Regions from separate parts of the Mus musculus genome. Here region 2 is linked to region 1. Evidence: chromatin contacts called from public HiChIP or PLAC-seq data. All regions are on one chromosome and are shown on one strand. Each heading gives the region's core, a stretch centred on a gene start, on an enhancer-like site or on the middle of the called end of the contact. The rest is flanking DNA. Distances are from core to core; before and after follow the strand shown.

What was found. HiChIP or PLAC-seq counts read pairs in DNA pulled down with a chosen protein or histone mark.
Region 2: a contact with region 1 is called in an H3K4me3 HiChIP or PLAC-seq map of bone marrow-derived macrophages, with 2.5 times the contacts expected there. The contact joins the promoter of Arid1a here to the enhancer-like site in region 1. A contact is called at or near these places in 10 of 484 Hi-C or Micro-C datasets (B cells, the C2C12 cell line, CD8 T cells and 5 more), 12 of 115 datasets of contacts at active chromatin or transcription factors (the HPC-7 cell line, the SCID.adh cell line, bone marrow-derived macrophages and 8 more) and 3 of 9 other capture datasets (adipose tissue, liver and pancreatic islet).

The regions. Positions count from the first base shown.
Region 1 is chr4:133,610,305-133,617,241 of GRCm38.p6, reverse strand. Zdhhc18 (zinc finger, DHHC domain containing 18) reads left to right here. Exons shown (of 8, transcript NM_001017968.2): 3 at 1,913-2,062; 4 at 3,304-3,441; 5 at 3,555-3,603; 6 at 4,217-4,319; 7 at 6,760-6,872. Among named protein-coding and RNA genes, the nearest start is that of Sfn, 12 kb to the right of the region's middle. Within about 2 kb of position 3,186, at least 147 of the 459 cell types and tissues checked have an H3K27ac peak or open chromatin away from gene starts, as enhancers often do. A contact at or near this core is called in the C2C12 cell line, CD8 T cells, Th1 cells and 6 more, where this site is marked.
Region 2 is chr4:133,750,277-133,757,213 of GRCm38.p6, reverse strand. Arid1a (AT rich interactive domain 1A (SWI-like)) reads left to right here and starts at 3,229. Exons shown (of 20, transcript NM_001080819.2): 1 at 3,229-4,745. The coding sequence starts at 3,603.

The DNA.
Region 1 (6,937 bases), core at 1,937-4,436:
GCTTGTTGAGCAACTCTTAGCTGTAGGACCGATAGATGGTCTTCCCTTTACAACTTGTGGTCAGTAGCAAAGCAGACGTGTCTGCCTGAGGGAGGTTAGGATTTTAAGTTGAAGACCAGGTTAACCTCTAGTAATACCCTGTCTCACACAGCAAGCAGGACAAGGTCGTGTGTCCAGCATTCTTAAAGCTTTGGGTTCAGTCGCCAGCACCTTACAGAACCCAGCGTGGTAGTCACACGTCTGTAATTCCATCGTGTGAGAGGTGAGAGAGGATTCGGGGGGTCATCGTCGGCTACATAGTTTAAAGCCGGCCTGGCCATACCATTCTGCTCATTATTCCTATTTTACAAACTAGACAACGAAGGCTGAGTTCCATTGTGTCAGCCTCCTTGGCTCCCCTAGCCCCTGCCTTCTCCCGCTTCCTGGTCTAGAGAGGAGATGCTCAGGAGATTAGTTGCATTGTAAACATGGGAAGCCAGAATTCACTTCCTGCACTGGCTGGTCAGCTCATTGGTAAGCACCAGACACTAATGACTGCAGGGGGGCAGCTAAACTCGGGACATTGTGCAGTAGAGTGGCTAGGAGTGCGGTGCTCAGTCCATAGTGCAAAACATTATAAATGGGCAGCAGGGCTGTGGCACCAGCACTCTGGAGGCAGATGTGGGCAGATCTCCATGGGTTCAAGAGCAACCTGGCCTACAGAGTGAGTTCCAGGCCGGCCAGGGCTACATAGTGAGACTCTTTTTCCTTTCTTTTCCTTTCTTTTCTTTTCTTTCTTTCCTATTTATTTGTTTGTTTGTTTGTTTGTTTATTTATTTATTTATTTATTTATTTATTTATCTATCTATTTATATTTTGGTTCTTTGAGACAGGATCTCTTTACACAGCCCTGACTGTTTGGGACCTACTATGTGGACCAGGTTGGCCTTGAACTCACAGAGATCCACCTGCCTCTGCCTCGGGAGTGCTGAGATTACAAGGGTGTGCCACCTGGCTGTGGACTGTTGTGATCTGAGCACAGATCAGGTGGGATCAGCTTGCAGACACTCTTCTAACAGACCATGGGGCATTTGCAGACTTTGAGTGAACTTGTTATTTCTTCCATTCAAAACAAGAAGGAAAAGGTAGCTGTAACAGTTGGTTCTTCCGTTGCCTTTCTGTCTTGCAGTGTAGTCAATAAACATGGCTTTTTCGAAGAAGAAAGGGGGTGGGAAAGAGACATTGTCGTCCAGGCTGGCCTTGAACTCACAGTTGTACTGCCTGCCTCCCAGTGTTTGGGATTGCAGGCCTGTGCTACTGTGCCTAGCTCTGACATTCTTTTTTTTTTGCTTTTATTACTTTTTTATTAAGATTTTATTTCTAATGCTGTGAGAGGAGGGAGGTGTGCATGTGATGCCAGACGTGTGCTAGACTGACAGGCGTTCTAACACATGCCGTGGACGCTGGGCAGAGAGCTAGATCTGGAAGTTCAGGAAGCGCTCTTGACCACTGTCTTCTCTAGAGGTAATGCTGGCTTTGGCGAGAGGTCAGGCCAGCGGTTTGTAGATGCCAGAGGGCTAGATTCAGTTGTTTCCCTAGGAAGTTCATCTCCTTCCTGTCAGCTTGAATTAGAAGTTGGATCTAGGCTTCATTAAATGCATATGACCTCGCTGGCTCTCTCCCTGCTGACCCCTTCTCAGCGTGAAGGCCAGCAGACACGTGAGCAGCCGTGGTTTGAGCACAGTCCTGTGCCTGAAGGGAGTGCTGGGTTCTGGATGTGTGTCTCTGCATTAGCGCCCCTCCCCCACCTCCCATGTTCCTGGGCATACTCTCCTTGTGGTGCCTCCTGTCCTGGTCAGGCAGCTGTGGCTTCCCACTATCGAGGGCCATAGGCCGTCTGGGGTGCCCTCATTTTCCCTCTTCACACCCTCAGATAACACAGGCAGCTCCACATACCGACCGCCCCCTCGGACTCGGGAGGTGATGATCAACGGGCAGACAGTGAAACTCAAGTATTGCTTCACCTGTAAGATGTTTCGGCCTCCCCGGACCTCGCACTGCAGTGTCTGCGACAACTGTGTGGGTGAGTGGGGGTGGGCCTCAAAAAGCCCGGAGAGACTGAGTCTTGGATGCAGGAAGTCACATGTGGGGCAAGGCAGACAGCATCTGACTTACTTAGGACTGAGTGGGAAGGCAGTGGCATCTCTTGGCCCAGCGCTGGTCTATATCCCATCCCACCGATCCCGAACATTGTGACAGACCTTGAACTTGTGTGTCCCGTCCCGTCCCGTCCCCCACCCGTCTTCAGTGTGCTCCTCAGTAGGTCCATGATCCCAGAAGCCTGGAGCTGTAACATGGAGGACAGGGTGCTCTAACTGAGAAAGAAGGCAGGGAGGGTGGGAGTCTGGAGGAGGGAGGCGGAGAGCATGGACCAGAGCTGAAGACTGGCTCCTGACCAAGCTTGGTTTGTTCCCCTCACCCTGCTCCCCAGACGCCATACAGCTCGATGAAGACCATGACAGTCCCTTGGGAGGGTGTCACAAGGGAGAGTCTGTATGACACCCAAGCGAGCTGAGCCATGGTGACAGTGCACAGTTCCCAGGGCAGTGACTTCATGGTGCCAGCTCAGCACCCTCTGAAGAGGAGAGCGGCACAGCAGGCGTGAAGTGGGTGACTCAATGCCTCTTATTCATCCCTGCCAGTCTGCCCCACCCACTGCCTCAGAGGCACCAGCCTTTGGCATAAGGCCTGCAACGGGCTCATGACCCAGATTCCCACAGGGACTTTCCTTACCAGGGTGTGACTCCCACCCTCAGGGACTTAGCAATGGTATGAGCTCAGTCCTCTGCCCTGGCCTCTGGTGCCAGCTCTGCAGGAGCTACGTAGCGGCCCAGCCCTCTCTAGACCTTAAGGCCAGAGCCGTTGGCATGGAGCTAGTAAGAGGCCATAGTCTGTGAGTCTTTGAAGCAGACACTGTCAGACTCTGGCAGGGGTCTGAGGCCAGCACATGTCTTGTTCAAGGGCAGTGCTGTCTAAAAGAAGAGCAAGAGAACAGACCAGGAGACCTCTGCCTAGATTGAGACCATAGGAGACTTTTTAAGGGAGTGGCTTTGTAGTTGACATCTGAAGGAGTTACTATGGAGCTAAAAGAATAGACAGGGAATGTGTCAGGCAGTGGGTGGGAACTGATGAGCAAGGGCTGGAAGCAGGGTGTGTCCAAGGGAGCAGCTGGTGGGGAGGGGGCAAGTGCCAGCCTGGGGCAAAGGCTAGTCACCCAGCAGTGCTGACTGGGGAACCCCCACTAACTCCTCCTTCCCTTCCTAGAACGGTTTGACCATCACTGCCCTTGGGTGGGCAACTGTGTGGGGAGACGGAACTACCGCTTCTTTTATGCGTTTATTCTCTCCCTCTCCTTCTTGACGGCCTTCATCTTCGCCTGCGTGGTCACCCACCTGACCCTTCGTGAGTTGGGGAACAGCGGGTGGAGGAAGGCTAACCAGTGAGCTCGGCCCTAGCGTAGGGCCGTGCTCACCCCCACCCCCACCCCCTGAGCTGTGTCCCTTTCTTCTTCCTAGTTTCTCAAGGAAGCAACTTCCTCTCCGCTCTGAAAAAGACACCAGCAAGATATCCTTTGCGGGCTGGTCACCCTGGGTGGGGAATTGAGGCCTCTTCATGGGACAGGTCTCCAGAGTGGGTAGGGCTCTATCTATTCTCTAGAATGCACTCTACCCGCTAGTTTGTCAAGACCCAGGCTGGAGCTGACCCTAAAGGGATCGTCACGGAGAGGGGCAGAGCAAGCAGGCTCAGGAAAATGCCTGTCTACAGAGGCTTGGCAGAGAGTGGATTTTGTAATTAAATTTTTGTTTACCCTGCAGCGGGGAACATGCATGTGCCATGTCACACGAATAGGGATGGGGACAACTTGAAGTTCAAACTCAGCTTGTCAGGCTTGGTGACAGGCTCCTTTATCCATTGAGTCACGTCACCAGCTGCGAGTTCCTTAGGATGCCAGGCTTCCTGCTCCATGCCAGGATCCTGTGGTTGGAATTCCCTCTGCCATCCCTAGCCCAGAGCCCGCCTTGTTCCCCAGGCGCTCCCTCCCCCTTCTGCTGAGAAATGACTGGATCACAGAAAGGTCCCCAAACCTGTCACTTTCCAGGGACATAGCTCCAGGGAAGGGTGAGCTCAGGGGTCAGGGGTTCCACCCTCTCTTGCACGCGTCCTTGACAGGGCCCACTGTGCTGGAGTTGGTCATCTGCTTCTTCTCAATCTGGTCCATCCTGGGCCTCTCAGGGTTCCACACGTACCTCGTGGCCTCCAACCTGACAACTAACGAAGATGTGAGTAAAGTTGGACAGGCCCGGGGAGCCTGGGGTGGCCAAGTGCTGCCCGCTGGGGGGGTCCAAGGTGGAAGCCTAATGTCAGACCCAATGTCACACAGACCTGGGGGTCCTGCTGTGACAGAATTAGGATGCATATTGCCCATGGCATGACCAAGAGATGTGGCCTAGGGTCATAATGCTGGAGGGGTCCAATCCAAGATTAATGGCAGAAATCACGACCAAGCCTTCACATCCACCACTCCACTCCGCACCCTCATGATGGCTTATAACGCCAGGCTGTGTACTCTCCTGCACAACACTGCCTGGAACCCTAGTCCTACATAACCCAGTGCCCTCTTCTGGTCTCCTCTAGTACTGCACACACGTGGTACACAGACATTTATCGGGCAAGACCCCATATGCATAAAATAATTAATAGAGGTTTTAAAACAAGCATAGGATGCGGAGTCATGACTAGGTGTATCCATTGAGAGGCGTAGTTAGAACAGAACAGTGTGACTCCAGTGCCTCATCCCACCTACTCACTGGAAAGCCACCCCCAGCTAGCATCTCTTGAGTACCACTGTCCCTGGTCCAGACATGACCTCCCCTCACTGTCTTGTTAAAAAGGAAAACAGTATATTCCCATGACTGTTGCATAACGTTGATTAGAGACCCACCATCCAAAAGAAAGTGGGTCCGTGCCAGACTGGGCATGGTGGTGTCAGTCAGCCTGTAATCCTAACACTTAGGAGATTGAGGCAAAAGGATCCCTCATCTGAGGCTCATCTGGGCTGGGTGGTTAGAGTGCTGGCTGCTCTTCTAATAGATGCAGGTTTGATTCCCAGCACCCTCATGATGGCTTATAACGCCAGTCTGTGTATAACTCCGCCTGGAATCCTAGTCCTACATAACCTAGTGCCCTCTTCTGGTCTCCTCTGGTACTGCACACACATGGTACACAGACTTTTATCAGGCAAGACCCCATATGCATAAAATAGTTAATAAAGGTTTTAAAACAAGAATAAGAAGGAAGGAGCCACCTCCAAGGAGACACACATGTCCCGATACTCGAAAGCTGGAAGCAGGGGATTCACGAATTCAAGGTTGTCCCTGGCTACATAGAAAGTTGGAGGCTACCCCAGGACACATGACCCTGTTTTAAAAATAAAAATCCCATGACCAGCCCGGTGTGGTGGTGCACGCCTTTAATCCCAGCACTTGGGAGGCAGATTTCTGAGTTCAAGGCCAGCCTGGTCTACAAAGTGAGTTCTAGGACAGCCAAGGCTACACAGAGAAACCCTGTCTTGGAAAAAAAAAAGCCAAAAACAAAACAAAACAACAACAAAAAAAAGTCCCAAGACCTCTTGCTCTAATTTGCGAAAAGAAAACTGAACACATGTGTGCTGGTCACTGATAAGGGCCAGCAGCCACCCCAACCCAGTTTTCTGGGTTCCGCAGGAGCTTTCCAGTGCTTAAGCAGAAAGGGGTGCTGCAGCCCAGCCGGGTAGAAGGGTCTGGGTGACGTCTACCAGCTGTTTCCTGTGGAGCCCCTCAGTGCCTTCATCAGGGGACTTCCCAGAGGCAGAACCTTCAGGGCTGCTGAGCCTTACCATTCAGAAACACACTGCCCACGATCAGGCAGTTGAGGACCAGGGTGGCTCAGTCTGCTCTGTGCCCTCAATCTGGTCCCCTCTTAGTTGGAGTGACAGAACACCAGGACCAAAAGCAAGTTGGGGAGGAAAGGGCTTATTGGCTCTCACTTCCACATTTCAGTCCATCACCGAAGGAGTCAGGACAGGAACTCAAGCAGGGTGGGAACCTGGAGGCAGGAGCTGATGCAGAGCCCATGGAGGGGTGCTGCTTACTGCCTTGCTCCTCAGCCTGCTTTCTTATAGAAGCTAGGACCACCAGCCTAGGGAATGGCACCACCACCAGTGGGCTGCCCCCCCCTCACCCCATCACTCACTAGGGAAATCCCCTACAGGTTTGCCAGATCTTAGATAGGTTTCTTCTTTTCAGATAACTCTAGCTTGTGTCAAGTTGATGTGAAGTTATCTGTCACAGGTGGACAGCAAGGGGCCAGGGATGCTCTACCCAAACACTCCTCTGGAGACTTCCTTTTGGTTTTGTCTTCTGTGCTAGCCAGGCCCTGCTGACCTCTGCTGGAGAGCTCTCTGTATCCAGCAGTCCCCATATCTTCATTGAAAGGCCTCCACTGAAGAGCTGGTTTCTGAATGGGCCTACTTTCCCTGGCCTCTAGGTTTCCTTTCTAGGAAGTAGAAGCAACAAGAGGCAGCTGTGACAGGGGAGAGGGAAAGGGGCTGAAGGTGGGGCTCTGGTGGTAGGTGCTTAGCATATATAAGGCCCCAGTTTAATCCCCACCCCCACTCCCACTCCACACTGCTGGAGGGAGGGAGGAAGAAGGTAGCTGACCCAGGTTTCTTCCTCTTTCCAGATCAAAGGGTCTTGGTCCAGCAAGAGGGGTGGCGAGGCCTCTGTCAACCCCTACAGCCATAAAAGTATTATCACCAACTGCTGTGCTGTGCTCTGTGGCCCACTGCCTCCCAGGTAAGTCGGGGCACGGAAGAGAAGTCACAGGAGGTGGCTTGCCATTTGGAACCCTCGTGGGTGTT
Region 2 (6,937 bases), core at 1,980-4,479, 140 kb before region 1:
AGTTTCGTGTTTCAGACATTTAGAGTGAGCAAACTGCGAGGGAGGAAGAAGGGCTTGTCCTCCCTGCAAGCGTTTCTTTCTCCTAGCAAAGCCTCCAGGCCCAGCTTCCACATTTTGCAGTTGACTGTGTGGGATCTTCATAGGTTCATCCCTCATTCTCAGGCCCAATCCATGCACGCTGTGCAGCCAGAGAGAATGAGAGCACATCCTCTGCCATTTTCAGCCGGTTGCTGCCGGCAGCCCAGCCCCCTTTCCTTGGCTGTGGCTGCCGCCGGAGTTCCGGCGCCCAGAAGCGGCCCCCGGTCCGCCCGGCCCCGGATCCAGTCCACTTTTGCCGATTGCCGTCCTGCCCGGCTTGGTGATAAGAACTCTCCTGTGAGAGCCAGCGAACGAGACTTTAGTCCGGTTTCCATGTCAACGATTCAGTCCATATTTGCCATCAGGCTGCCGGTGGCAGAGGCGCTTTCGAGAGGAGAGCGCTGTCCTAACCCTATAATCTGCGCCGGGATTCCTGAGCTGCCTGGGTGTGGGGTGAAAAGGCAGGGGCTGTGGGGGAAAAATACCCACCGAGGGGAGGACCCACGGCCCCGAGTCGGGGTCTCGCTGCTCGGGCCAGCCACGTGCCCGCTCCTCCCCTCCCCCTTCTCCTTCCCAGTGCCCCTGGGGAAAGCGGATGGACCAGTTTCTAAGAAAGTTCCTCAGCCCAGCAGTCTTAGGTTAATGTTGTAGATCTTAGAGAGGAAGGGACTCTAAGGATTTGAGATTTTTTTTTTTAAAGAAAAGTAGAGAAGAAGAAAAACACTACCTCTCCTGACCCAGGTGGATATATTTTTATGCACTTTGCCTCATTGCTAGATTAAAATGGTGACTGTTTTCAAAACAGCGTGACCACGTGTAGGGAAAGGGATTTTGGCGCTTTCCATATGCACGGCCATGGAAGAAGGCCATGTGGACTTTCCTTGAAGACAAATCCATTCTCGCTTCCAGATTTTCACTGGGCTCCAGGTTTCCCATTACACCCCAGTTCCGAGGAAAATGGCAGGGTAATTGCATGTAAAAAATTCCTCATTTGTGTGCGGGACTCAGGACTGTTTGGCAGCTCCGAGGCAGTTGATTAAATAGCAAAGCTCCATTTATGAGGCAGCCTATAATTTGGTTTCTAGGACCTAATGCACCACTAGAGTTGTGCTTCTGAGGGCCGTGAATGAAAACTGGTCCATACCAGCCAGTTCCATCGCCTTGGCAGGTTGGTTTGGTTCTTGGTTGGGGGATGGGAGAGCAGAGGGGCTCTGGCCATGGCTCCATTCTCAGTTTACTACGGAAGGTTTGTAATGTGGGGTGTTCTTGATTTTTCTTGGGGGTAGAAGAAATGACTTAGCCTTTCAGAATTATTTCTGTTGACCCATGACATGATCAGAACTCCAGGGGCCTGCAGAGCCCACAAGTTCTAAAATAATGGTCTGTGGTCCAAAGTCTCCATTTATAAAATCTGGGAGGAAAAGAGGCCTTTGTCATTGATGCTTTCCCAAGGCAGTCTTGGTCCTGGTGAGACGCTGGAATTCCCTCTGGTTTCTCCTGGCTTGCCCTGTCAGAGCATTCCAGGCCTGCCTGAGAAGAAAAGGCTGCTGTGGAACTGGTGAGGCCTGTAGGTCTGGACAACTCTGAGCTTTTCCGCGAATGCCTTGATCTTCACAGATAAACCTGGCCTTAGGGTCTCTGGTAAACTTCAAGGAGTCTTACACCTTAGGATAGACAGCAGATCTGAGGGGCATCCGTTTTCTGTGTGACCTGTTAGGCTCTTTTTCTCTCTTTATAGAGAAAATGGTTTCCATTTTCTGCATCCCTCTTCTGCAGTGGTTTTTGAACAGAGGTTCTTTCAGTCCCTGGAGCCTCTTCTGTGGGCTGTTTACAGTCTTCCAAGGTACTTGCCTTTGAAGATTGGGCTACTGGCCATTGTGAGCTAGGTTCCCTTAGGAAGTGCTAATGGAGCTTGGTTTGCCTGGAGGACTGTCTTAAGCCCCCAACGCATCAGTAGCCACCATTTTAAGAGAAGTGGTGGGATGACCACGTTTGATTTTCAAACCTCCTGACACTGATCTGATCCGGTGGTTGGATTTGTTCACAACGTAAGTGCCTTTCTTTTCTCTTTTCCTCCTTTTCTCTGGCTAAGTAGACAAGATGCGGCTTCGGCCACTCACTCCACTTTTTATAGCCACACACTTCTGCCCTCTGACTTTAAGTGACCTGGGCAGTCCCCTCCCTTCAGTCTGTTGGTAAAATGGGGGGGGGGGAGATAATCCAGACCTCATGCCCCCAGGGCCTTGTCAGAGAGGGCTAATGAGGGCAGGGCACGGGAGAACCGATAGTTTGAACAATGGTCAGTCCTCCTTTGGGGCTAGCCAAAGGGGGGGAAAAGCAGGGCTCGCTCAGCTGGGTCTCTAGAGCAGGTCTGCAAAAGGCTTTGAAGAAGAAAAGTGCTGCGGAGGTGCTAAGTCGCAGCCAAGAGCCCAGGCCCGGTGCCAGGGGGTCAGGTCCCGGCCGCGGCGGCCGCGGTTTCGGGCTCAGGCCAATTTTGCAGGCGCGGGTAAAGTTCACGCGGCCCGCTCCCTTTGGAGCGGCCGGGAGGGGACAGGCCAGGCTGGGAACGCGGCGAGCGAGGCGGCGCAGGCTCCGGAGGCGCGGGCTCCGGGCCGGGTTTTCCCCGAAGCCTTCGGCGGCGGCGCAGCCGAGCGAAAGAGGCTGAGGGCTTGCCGCCGCCGCCGCGGCTCCTTCTCTCCCCTCCTCCTTTGTGAGGGGAAGGGAGCGAGTCCATTCCACGGCCTGCGCCCGCTCCGCGCTCCAGTCCTGGTTTTTCAGGCGGCCGCGACGGCGCTGGGTAAAATGGCAGTGCTGAGCCTCGTGTCGGAGTGAGGGGGACTCGGAGGAGAGTGGGGCGCTCTAGCTGCTCAGTCCCGCCGCCCGCCCGCCCGCTCTCTCGTTCGCTCTCTCGCCCGCCCGCCCGCCGCCAAGCAGCAGCCTCGGCCCGAGCCGCGGCCGGGGAGGCGAGGCAGGGCGCCCGCCAGAGCAGCGCTCCTACTCTGCCTCCCGGCGCCCCGTCCGCCGCCGCGCGCCCTCCAGCCCGCCCGCCCGCCCGCCCGTCCCGGGTCCCCCCTCCCCCCCCGCTCCCTCCCTCCTTTCCCGCCCCCTCCCCCTCGCCTCCCTCCCTCCCTCCCTCCTCCTTTCTCCGGCAGCAGAAAGCGGAGAGTCACAGCGGGGCCAGGCCCTGGGGAGCGGAGCCTCCACCGCCCCCCTCATTCCCAGGCAAGGGCTTGGGGGGAATGAGCCGGGAGAGCCGGGTCCCGAGCCGCCAGAGCCCGGAGCAGCTGAGCCGCCGGCGCCTCGGCTGCCGCCGCCGCCTCCTCCTCCTCCTCCGCCGCCAGCCCGGAGCCTGAGCCGGCGGGGCGGGGGGGAGAGGAGCGAGCGCAGCGCAGCAGCGGAGCCCCGCGAGGCCCGCCCGGGCGGGTGGGGAGGGCAGCCCGGGGGACTCGGCCCCGGGGCGGGGTGGGAGGGGGGAGAAGACGAAGACAGGGCCGGGTCTCTCCGCGGACGAGACAGCGGGGATCATGGCCGCGCAGGTCGCCCCCGCCGCCGCCAGCAGCCTGGGCAACCCGCCGCCGCCGCCCTCGGAGCTGAAGAAAGCCGAGCAGCAACAGCGGGAGGAGGCGGGGGGCGAGGCGGCGGCGGCAGCGGCCGAGCGCGGGGAAATGAAGGCAGCCGCCGGGCAGGAGAGCGAGGGCCCCGCCGTGGGGCCGCCGCAGCCGCTGGGAAAGGAGCTGCAGGACGGGGCCGAGAGCAATGGGGGTGGCGGCGGCGGCGGAGCCGGCAGCGGCGGCGGGCCCGGCGCGGAGCCGGACCTGAAGAACTCGAACGGGAACGCGGGCCCTAGGCCCGCCCTGAACAATAACCTCCCGGAGCCGCCCGGCGGCGGCGGCGGCGGCGGCAGCAGCAGCAGCGACGGGGTGGGGGCGCCTCCTCACTCGGCCGCGGCCGCCCTGCCGCCCCCAGCCTACGGCTTCGGGCAAGCCTACGGCCGGAGCCCGTCTGCCGTCGCCGCCGCGGCGGCCGCCGTCTTCCACCAACAACATGGCGGACAACAAAGCCCTGGCCTGGCAGCGCTGCAGAGCGGCGGCGGCGGGGGCTTGGAGCCCTACGCCGGGCCCCAGCAGAACTCGCACGACCACGGCTTCCCCAACCACCAGTACAACTCCTACTACCCCAACCGCAGCGCCTACCCCCCGCCTCCCCAGGCCTACGCGCTGAGCTCCCCGAGAGGTGGCACTCCGGGCTCCGGCGCGGCGGCGGCCGCCGGCTCCAAGCCGCCTCCCTCCTCCAGCGCCTCTGCCTCCTCGTCGTCTTCGTCCTTCGCACAGCAGCGCTTCGGGGCCATGGGGGGAGGCGGCCCCTCAGCGGCCGGCGGGGGAACTCCCCAGCCCACCGCCACCCCCACCCTCAACCAACTGCTCACGTCGCCCAGCTCGGCCCGTGGCTACCAGGGCTACCCCGGGGGCGACTACGGCGGCGGGCCCCAGGACGGGGGCGCGGGCAAAGGCCCGGCGGACATGGCCTCGCAGTGCTGGGGGGCTGCGGCGGCGGCGGCGGCGGCGGCAGCGGCCGTCTCGGGAGGGGCCCAACAAAGGAGCCACCACGCGCCCATGAGCCCCGGGAGCAGCGGCGGCGGGGGGCAGCCGCTCGCCCGGACCCCTCAGGTACACAGCCGAGCGGGGAGGGGGCTGGGGCCAGCGGGGCCGGGGGGTGGGCTGGGTGGCGGCTGCGGGGAAGCAGGCCCCGGCCGTGGGCTCCCCTCGGGCTTGGGCCCCCACTGCCGGGGAGCTGCCATTGTCTGGCTCTTCTCTCTTAAAATGGCTGCCTGTCTGCCTTCCTCTCCTTCCCTCGATCAGCCTTTGTGTGGGGCTTTTCCAGGGGTGTCTGTCCGGTTTCTCCTCCTCCGCTGGTCCTTTCGAACTCTGGGGGTCTCCAGGGGGGTGCAGAGCAAAGTGTGCCTGGAAGGGCCAGGCCCGGTCGCGGGGGGGGGTGCTGGGGGTTCAGGTTAGGGGTGTAGGCAGTGTCATGAATCCGGGAGAAAGAAGCAACGTTTTCTTGCTCACCTGCCGCTCCTCTGATCCCCCTTGCCTTCCTCTAGGCCGTTCCCCAATATACGCTTTTAAAGAGTGGCCCCTAGGGCTCGGGGGACCTCGGGGGAGAGCTGGGGCCTGCTTGGGGGCAGCTCGAGGCCGACTGTGGTTCGCTCTGGGCCGCCGGGGCCACCTCTTGCCTCAGTCTCCGGCGGCCCAGTGGCCTGGGCTTCTCTCTGAAGTGCTGGTAAACACAGAGTGATTGGAGTAGTAAGTGCAGATTGCTTTGGTTTGGGATTTGAATTATGGAGGTAAAATCCTTCTGTCAAAGCCAGGAGACAGTTGGTCTTAGGTTGACATCCTATCTGTGATCTGATTGGCTCCCCATCTTCTGCTCTTGGCCATTTATAATTGCCTCTGATGTAATGGTACAACAATCCTGATGAGCTCATAAACTTTTACACTCTGCTTTTCTGCCAGTGATAACCCAAACCTTCGCTGCCACTATCCGCCTTTTATTCCAGAGCTGAAATTGGCTGTGACCTTGAGGAGGGAGGTTTAAGCAGCAATACTGTATCAGCAGGAGCAGAGTCCCAGACAGGCTGCCCTTGTTACATTGTGCCTGAAACAAAAGAGGAGGCGATGGCATTTTGCTTGCACCTTGGATTTATTTTGCTTGTTATGTTTTATGCAGTCTGAAATAGATTCTGTGTTGTTGGAACAGTAGCTGAGTTTTTCTCTACAATGGGTTTGCTGTTTGTTTTCGTTTTTGTTACTTTCCTGATGGTATAAATGAGTTCTTTGATGGCGCTGAAGATACATTTGTCTTGAGTAGTTTTTGACACTGTTCACTTATACTGTTGAGTTACAGAACTGAAATTATTTTACTGGCTATTTTTTTATGAAAAGCAAATGTAGGATCTGTAGGGGAAGACGATTTTTGTTAATATTTTGCTGAGAGCTGGGAGCGGCCTGATAATTTGATATTAGGTTCAAGAGTTCTGCAAGGCTTGTCTCTTTGTTTACACGTTGAATCTTGTTAACACTTCCTTTTGTTAATTGAACTTTGGGGGGGAACAGCTCAGTTGAAGGAGGGGATGCAGATGGCCTTCTTGGTCCAGGGAGAGAGTTTTTCCTCCTGAAGGCTTGGTTTAGGATTTTTCTGAATTGTTTCTGGAATATCTCTGTTTTGTCATCAGTTACTTGAGAGCTTTAAAATAGAGACTTGCCAATATTTTTCTTTGTATCTTAAGTTGTGTGACTCCCCCCCCCCCCCTTCTATGGTGTAAAGATGATGAACAGTGGCAGTCAGGGCTACGACTTTGCCACCTTTCCGTGCCTTTTTTGTACATTTTGTCTCCTTTTCTTTGCTTGCTTCTCTCTGGGTTATCAGATCCCCTCTGGAGTCATCTTTTCAAAGAGGGCAGCAGCCCCTCCCCACCCCCAGGTTCCCATCCCTAGCAGTTGTGCTGTTGCTGGATCTTGTTCATGAGGAACTGTGGTTCCTGTGTCCCCTCCCTGTCCCCCACCGACTTTTGTGCTCTTGTGTTGAGCTGGGAACTTTGAGAATAGTCCTGTAAAGCAGCTCTGCTGTGGTGCTCCAGCCTTCCCTCATGTTCTTCACCTGTGAGAATGGGCAGATAGGCAGGTTTCCCCTGCTGTCTGGGGGATGAGTTCTGACTTAAAGACTGTGCACACATGCCAAGTCATCTTGTTATGCGTATTTTTCTCACTTTTGTTTTGATTAAGAAATTTACGTTTCTTGAGAACTATTTATTAGAGGAAGTAATCGGGAGTGTGTGTGTTCCTTTTGAGTCAGGGTCTCA